Linked DNA regions of Mus musculus: region 1 is linked to region 2. The links are chromatin contacts, called in public HiChIP or PLAC-seq maps. All regions are on one chromosome and are shown on one strand. Each heading gives the region's core, a stretch centred on a gene start, on an enhancer-like site or on the middle of the called end of the contact. The rest is flanking DNA. Distances are from core to core; before and after follow the strand shown. Region 1 has its middle 6.1 kb from the start of Gm34281. Region 2 overlaps Gm33963 (a long non-coding RNA gene).

What was found. HiChIP or PLAC-seq counts read pairs in DNA pulled down with a chosen protein or histone mark.
Region 1: a contact with region 2 is called in an H3K4me3 HiChIP or PLAC-seq map of embryonic basal ganglia, with 7 times the contacts expected there. The contact joins two enhancer-like sites. A contact is called at or near these places in 1 of 15 datasets of contacts at CTCF or cohesin (the NIH/3T3 cell line), 1 of 484 Hi-C or Micro-C datasets (embryonic stem cells) and 4 of 115 datasets of contacts at active chromatin or transcription factors (embryonic basal ganglia, embryonic limb bud, embryonic stem cells and 1 more).

What each region holds. Positions count from the first base shown.
Region 1 is chr11:40,571,667-40,575,165 of GRCm38.p6, reverse strand. No RefSeq gene overlaps it. Among named protein-coding and RNA genes, the nearest start is that of Gm34281, 6.1 kb to the right of the region's middle. Within about 2 kb of position 1,790, at least 37 of the 459 cell types and tissues checked have an H3K27ac peak or open chromatin away from gene starts, as enhancers often do. A contact at or near this core is called in embryonic basal ganglia, where this site is marked.
Region 2 is chr11:39,594,332-39,598,068 of GRCm38.p6, reverse strand. The region is part of intron 1 of Gm33963 (a long non-coding RNA gene); the gene reads right to left. Among named protein-coding and RNA genes, the nearest start is that of Gm33963, 7.5 kb to the right of the region's middle. Within about 2 kb of position 1,383, at least 9 of the 459 cell types and tissues checked have an H3K27ac peak or open chromatin away from gene starts, as enhancers often do. A contact at or near this core is called in embryonic basal ganglia, where this site is marked.

The DNA.
Region 1 (3,499 bases), core at 541-3,040, 980 kb before region 2:
GGTTTATAGGGGCTGAATAGAGCATCAGCAACTAGGCACAATATGAGCAGTGCTCCCTTTAAACTGATTGGTCTTTAGGGAATGAGGTAGGTAGTAGGGGCTTACATATCCTCTCCCTTCTGGCCTATGTGCTCTCTGACCTGTCTCTTCCAAGACAGGAGAGGTCCAGTGGAATTTTCCAAAGGCTCTGTGATGTTCTCAGCTAAAACACTACTTTTGAAATTATGCTGCTCTGCCAGCTGCTGCAGCCTAGGCCAGCCACTCCGTGTACTCCAGCATGGTGGAGCTGCTAGTGTAGACACCTCTGACTGCACCTTGGTTTGGAGAAGTACTCTGAACTGAACCTTCATGTCTCTCAAGCAGTGTTTCTTTCTGCAGAGAGCTGAGTACAGTGCTGTTTTCCTTTTGGGGTGAGACATTAGGTGTGCCCCAGGCAGAATTGCTTGTACCCTCATCGGTGAACAATATCTTTTATTGTTCTTTGTATGTTCGCAAGAGGTTTGACAAAAATAGAGTGGATTTGACAGAAAGGAATGGATGAACGTACCCTAATAATATTCATTTAATAGAGTCTCTCTTGCTCTCTTTTCTCTACAATTTATTGTGAATTCTCCCCTAACTCCTAAAATGTCTTTCATAGGCCCATGCATGGAGAGCTTACTGCCAGTTGATGGGTTCGGGGATAATGATTGTATTTTAAGGGCTCTGATCCAATTATTGGATTAATTCTTCAATGAATTAATATGATGGTGCTCTTAGAAAGTGATAAAAGGTATGATGGCAAGGAGCTCTGTGGAAGAAGTAGGTGGCTTGACTTTTCTTCTTCCTCTGCCTCCTGTTCACTATAAGGCAAGCTGCCTTGTTCTTTCACAACTTCTCTGCGATGGTGTCCGAAACATCTGGCCTGGTAGCAAAATAGATCCTTCTCCCCTTGAGTTGTTTTCTCAGCTATTCCGTCACAGTGATGAAGAGTCTATCACAGGTGGGCTTGGACCTTGTTTACCTGTCCACTGAGGGCCTTGCTTTATCCCCCATCCTCTCTTGAGCCAGTAGCATGGCTGAAGTGAAGTTCCATTTTAAAAGCAAGGAGATTAAGTTAAGGCTGGGCCTGATGAAGGCAGTGGCTGGGGCTAGGGAGAGCCCAGGCTCTGTTTAGTCCATTCCTCTGTTGACTAATCCTGCTCATCCTAAGAAATCAAAGATATCCTGTGGGGGTAGCAGCAAGGAACTCCATATGGTGTTCTGCTCTTTCTCACCCTTTTAATTTGGCTCATTGTTCAATCTTAATTTGCAATTGTCACAGCTGCGATTACATTCCTCACATTCCACCGACTCCAAAAAACCCTTGAATCTGAACCCTTGGCGGCTTTAATTTTATTTTTGTTGAGAAAGGTTATATTGTCACAATGGTTAAAGCTAGCACTTCAATAAGGGAAAACAGTTTTTTTTTTCTTCTGAAAAATGTAATTCTAATTTAGTATTAAGCCTCAGAACAGGCCGAAACCGTGGAACCTCAAGAGCAGGGGAGTTGACAACTCAGCCATAATCAAGCTAACTGAATTGGACGGAGCAATGTGAGACATAATTAGCAATTCCGTTCAGCGAGCTGTCTCCTGAAAAACTTAAAATACCTTCCCTGCCTCATGCATATTCAGTGCCTCATTTGCTATTGTTTTTATCCAACAGGTTGAAATTCAAAAGGGGAAAATTCTGAGTTGTCTGTCTCCCTTTCATCCCCCACATTCTCCTTTCTCGGCAGCAGCAACCCTCTCTTCCCACAGCCTGTCCCATTTCAATACCATGGGTCACTCCCATGCCGCCTGCACATTGACAAATACAAAATACTCTGAGCACATTTTTCCCCCTCTGTTTGTTACCTTTGTCACCCCTTCCTCTCAATTAGATACACTGAGCAGGTAGTTTTGCCCTGGGGAATTATGATCGCTTGATTGTTGTGGTCAGGCTTCTGAAGGCAGGGAGCTGCAGTGGGGAATTCTATCTTCCACATGGCTGCTGGGTCGTGAGGAGGTTCACGCTGAACTGGAGATTGATTGATGATCCCAGGCTCTCCCTCCTGATCTCTGTCTACCCTGGTGGCTTAGGCTTTCACTCTCTTTGATGGTGTAGGCCATTCGGCTGTTGTCCCTGGATGTGCAATAAGACCTCAGCGGTAATGAAAGGGGAGGGGGTAAAAATCAAGCACTTTCCTATGTGTTCGTTGCATTATCCGGTTAGCTGAGTTTTGGAGTTCTCAACTTATTAGCCAGTTTGAGTTGCTATAGCAAACTACTGTGGATTGGGTAGCTTCAAGGACAGAAATGTATTTCCAAAGTTCTGGAGGCTTCGAAGTCCATAGGGATTGGCAGATCTGCTTTCCCCAGAGGGTGTGCTTCCTCATCTGTACATGACACCTTCCCATTGTATCCTCGAGTGATGGAGAAGAGAGATGGGAAGGAAGTGCTTTGTCTCCGTGTCTCTGCCTGTCTCGCTATCTCTGTCTCTACTAGACTTGAGTTCTAGGGACTGAACTCAGGGTTCATAAGTACTAAGCATGTGTCACTGAGTCATGCCTCTAGCCCTCAGATCTCTCCAAGGAAGGATAGGAGCCCCATTTAAGAAGGGACTGCAGTCATGGTCAGTCATGGTCTGATCGAGTTCCAAAGGTTCTTTCCCTTAATATGTTATATTGGTGTTGTGGCTTCTATATGTGAATCTAAGGGTTGGAACCCCAAACATTCATTTCAGAACACCGAGTTCCCTTAACTCTTTTTTAGTACTTCAACAAATAAGACCTGAGTTTGGATATGATTATGAAGATTGGATAAGACGATTTATAGGGGAAGTCTAGATGAGGGTATGATACATTGTAAGACTCCGGAGAGCCTTAGCTTACTGGGTGAACCACTTGGAGCCTGGATCAATGCAAAAAGCAAGAAGAATTTATTGTTCCAGTGCACTGGGGTCATTCCAGACAGAAAGAAGAGGTGGAGACCCCCAGCGCCCATTCGGCAAGTTTTTATATGGTTTCCAGGGGCAGAATAGAGCATCAGCAACTAGGCATAATGATTTGTGGAACAATGCACCCTGTAAACTGATTGGCCTTTAGGGAATGAGGTGACTGTTGCCCACCTTGTCTGAAGGTGACCTTTTCAACATCATGTGCTTTTTAAAATGCCTCTTTTGTCTTACCTTAATTTTTCTCTCCTTTTCTTTTTATTTACCATGCGACTTCAGGAACATGAAGTGGGCTTTATGCACTCCAGAAGAGAGTATTAGGTTCCATTACAGATCCGTGTGACACCAAATTGAACTCAGGACCTCTGGAAGAGCAGTCAGTGCTCCTAACTACTGAACCATCTCTCCATCTCCCTAAGTAGGCTTTATAAAATATCAAGCAAAACACACAATTTTACATCTTTTTCCCAGAAAAATTTCTTTTTAAAAGACACAATCTAGCTTTAATAAATTAATAAATGCTGACTTAAGTTTTATCTGTCTT
Region 2 (3,737 bases), core at 134-2,633:
GGTAGGGTCTCCCACTTTCTATTTTAGTAGCTTTCCCTTTTTTGTCATAAAACAATTCAAATTGTCTTGTCGTTGTCACTTAAGTTGAGATGTGGCTGCTACTTTGTTGTACAGTTGTCAGCATCCGAGTTTGATTCACACAGAGACCATACCTGCATTCATAATGAGCATGCTCACTACAGTGTCTTTCCACGTGAACCGTTGGAGTGTTTGTTTTTAGCTAGTGAGCCAACACCGTTGTGGCTCCTGTCCTGTCATACCTAACACCAACAATTTGTATATAACAAAGCCAGATGTCTCTGCCTCTGCCAATAACTCATTACTCCTGGTACTCATCGATAAAACACAACTGGAAGCCAGCAAGAGAATCAGGACAGTCCCTTGTGGTTGCTTAAAAAAAAAAAAATGGATATGGCCTGTGGCTCTGTTCCTGATAGCAAGCTTTCCTTTTCTCCCACATTTTCCTCTTTTTGAACATTGTTTATAACTTTAAAGTGTGGTTAAGAATAAAGTGGGTGCATGCCCAAGACTCCATCCATCCTACACTGGTGACGGGCATGCTCAGAGCAACTGCTGTTTTAGTGATCAAGAGGTTTTTATCTTTAGAGAAGCCCATTGCGAAGGAGTGAGTCCCCACTTCTCCCATCTAGTTCACATTGCTGACAATGCCTTTTCCTGCTGTTCTTTCAAGGAGGACCTTAAATTAAACCTATTACACCTTAGATCCCAATTACATGGAAATCCACAACCTTTCCGAAATGAGTCTAAGCACCGACATAAAGACCCACTCCATGCAGTATGCCTACTAACTGGTTTAGGGTCTTGACATTGCCTAGTAAGAAGATTATAGAAGTGCCTGAAGGACAATCCTGGGTATAAAACCAAATGTCCCCATGTGCATTACAATTGCCAAAAAAAAAAATCCCTTTCATCATTTTATTAATTGTATAATTAATGCATTCTGTGTACTGATAAGAATAATGCCATGTAATTAATTTTTAAGAATTAAAAACTTGCCTTTATCCAGCCTCATGGTCTACTTTCATGTTTATAGCTGTGAATATAAATCCTCTTATCTAATTATAACATGACTGATTTCATTGTTGAAACAAAGCAGTTCTTTGTCATTTTTTATTTGATTATGTAATATTTATTTTATTATATTAATTATAATTGGTCGAGGGGAAAAAAAAAGGAGCCAAAGACTTAAAAATTTTTAGGCTTCAGAAGCTTATCAGAAAAATGCCATGCTGTTTTGGATAAGGTGTGATATTTCATTTGTTTTCTGTGTCTGTTTTTGTCTTTCATGATTACCCATTCTGTTTACCAAAAGGCTCAATTAGCATTTGAATAGTGAGCCGGGGAGCAGACAGGTTGAGAATTCTCCTAGAACTAATTTGGCAGTCCTTCTCCTTTCCCCCTTCTCTAGCCACAGTCTTTTCTTCGCTTCTAATCAAGCTGCTGTTATTAAAGCTGGAATAAAGGACCTGATTTTCCATTACATTGATGCATGCTGAACAGCGGCTTGATTTGCTTCTTCTTTCAGCAATGCTAATTGGACTCAAAGGAAATATTTAGTTTATAATAGCGAATGAAGAATTCATTTAATTTTAAGGAAAGGGAAAAATCAGCCGTGGAACCCGGCTAGTTTATACATACATATATTTTCTTCTTGCAACTGTTCATTTCCTTCAAGTGTGTTTGTCTTATCGTTTCTCACAAATATCACGGTTATTTAATTATCAATGCTAATGGCCTTAGGTACACCTAACAAGCAGAGATGGCTGATCTCTCTCTGCTTGGGAGAAGAATGTAATAGGCTTGGAAATCTGGTTTTAGCAATATTGATCAGGACAAGAAAGAACTAATTTCCACATAGTGGATTTCAAATGATATAACTAGATATCTCGCAGGCTAAGCCCTTAGCTCCCACTACAGTCCACATCAGCCCAACAGGCTGGTGTTGAGCATGGATAACGTTTAGGAATGGGAACATATCACTTGGATCATCGGTATCCTTAGTTGCTCATATCCAGGGAAGTACAGGCTCATACCAGATTAAAATATCCCACCTCAAGCTGGTCCTCTTCACAGTGAGACAAAACCTCACTCGGAGAACAAACCACACCATTGAAAAGGACGAATCAACAAAATCACAGAGATGCTGCCTCAAACAATGAAAGAAATAATCATCCTAGTGGAAACATTCAGCAACATATGAATATGACACCACTGAGGTGGGATGTCAATGTTTAAAACAAATTCTTCATTCGAAGGAATACATTTCCTTCTGTATGCCAAACTATAAGTCGTCCAAGAATATTGAGTCATCTTAAAGGTGTTTTCCTTTTCATTTTCATGTTATGTGTGCCTCTCAGTTACAAATTTTCCAGAAATTCCCTTGTTCCCTCGAAGCAAGACTACCTTTAGACATATAGAATTTAGCAGCTGCACAGTTGTAAAGGTGGGGTTTTCTTCATACTCTGGTCGTGTCTGTTTATTTGCTCAGGGCACCATGCCCAGGAGGCTCATCTTTGATGCTCTCAGTGTCCCCCCTGACTCCATGCATATGGACTCAACCATTTGGCTTTTAGGAATCAATGTTACCCACTGTATATGGCTGCCCCATTCCCTTCTGGCAGATTTAATACACAGAGCCTCCTTCATGCTGTGAAGAACAGTGACACATTTATATATACCCTGCAACATGTCTCTCATCTTAGCTAGTCTTCTACTGGTGGAATTGAACTAAAGGTGCTGGACGCTAGTAGGAGCTCTTTCATTCACCATTTTCCAGTTGTTCCCTAGCATGGTGCTTGGCAGAGGGACTGAATGCATAGAAGTAGAATATATTGACTAGAGGTAAATAAAGTCATTATTCATTTATGTTAGGAAAATCAAATACTTAAGGTGGAGTTTCTGTCTGCTTTGTAACTTATTTAAAAATTATTTCAAGATTTGATCTCATTCAGTTTTAATAGCTCATAATGATGTGTTAGAATGGCAGGTTACATCTCAACAGCACACTAGGCCAAGACAGTTCCATGTGGAAGAGGTTTTATCCAGGGAGAGAGACGGTGCCCGCAGAAAGAGAAAGAGGTGGGGGAGAGAGGGGGGTGCTTTCTCCTTATTTATATTAAAAATGATGTAATACAGGTAAAGGTGGGAGGTGAGCCAAGTGGATTTTGGGAATATGGTGACTGTTGCCTTGGCAACCAGTCTGCAGGTCGCAGGTCATGCTGCCGCCTATGTGATATCATAGGTTTGGGAGGTCCTGATGCCGAAAATTAAGGTAAAATTGCTTGCATATTTTTAAATAATGACATTAAAACACATATATGTACAATACTTATTTAAAATGTCTCTCATACTGGTATCTCTTTACATGAATCTCTTTCCCCCACTACATAGATATTGATATCTTAATAATATTAATAACTTTAACCTAGACTTCTCTAGACCTCAGGTAAACTTTTCAACTGCATGTGGGATATCTTCCTTTAGGAAGTCTCAAAGCACTTCACGATCAACAGGAAATACCAATCTCATGCATTCATTTGGATTAAGCACAGATCTTGAAGCCTCATGGATCAGCTCTCTCCTGCTTTGCTCATGTCCAGTGGTGGAACTTACCCTCCCCACACACATCTGCTCTGGGCAGACTCCTGAACTGCTTCCATCTCTGACTGCCCTGCTTCAACTCAGTTACACAAAACAAATGAACTTTCTATTTCAGA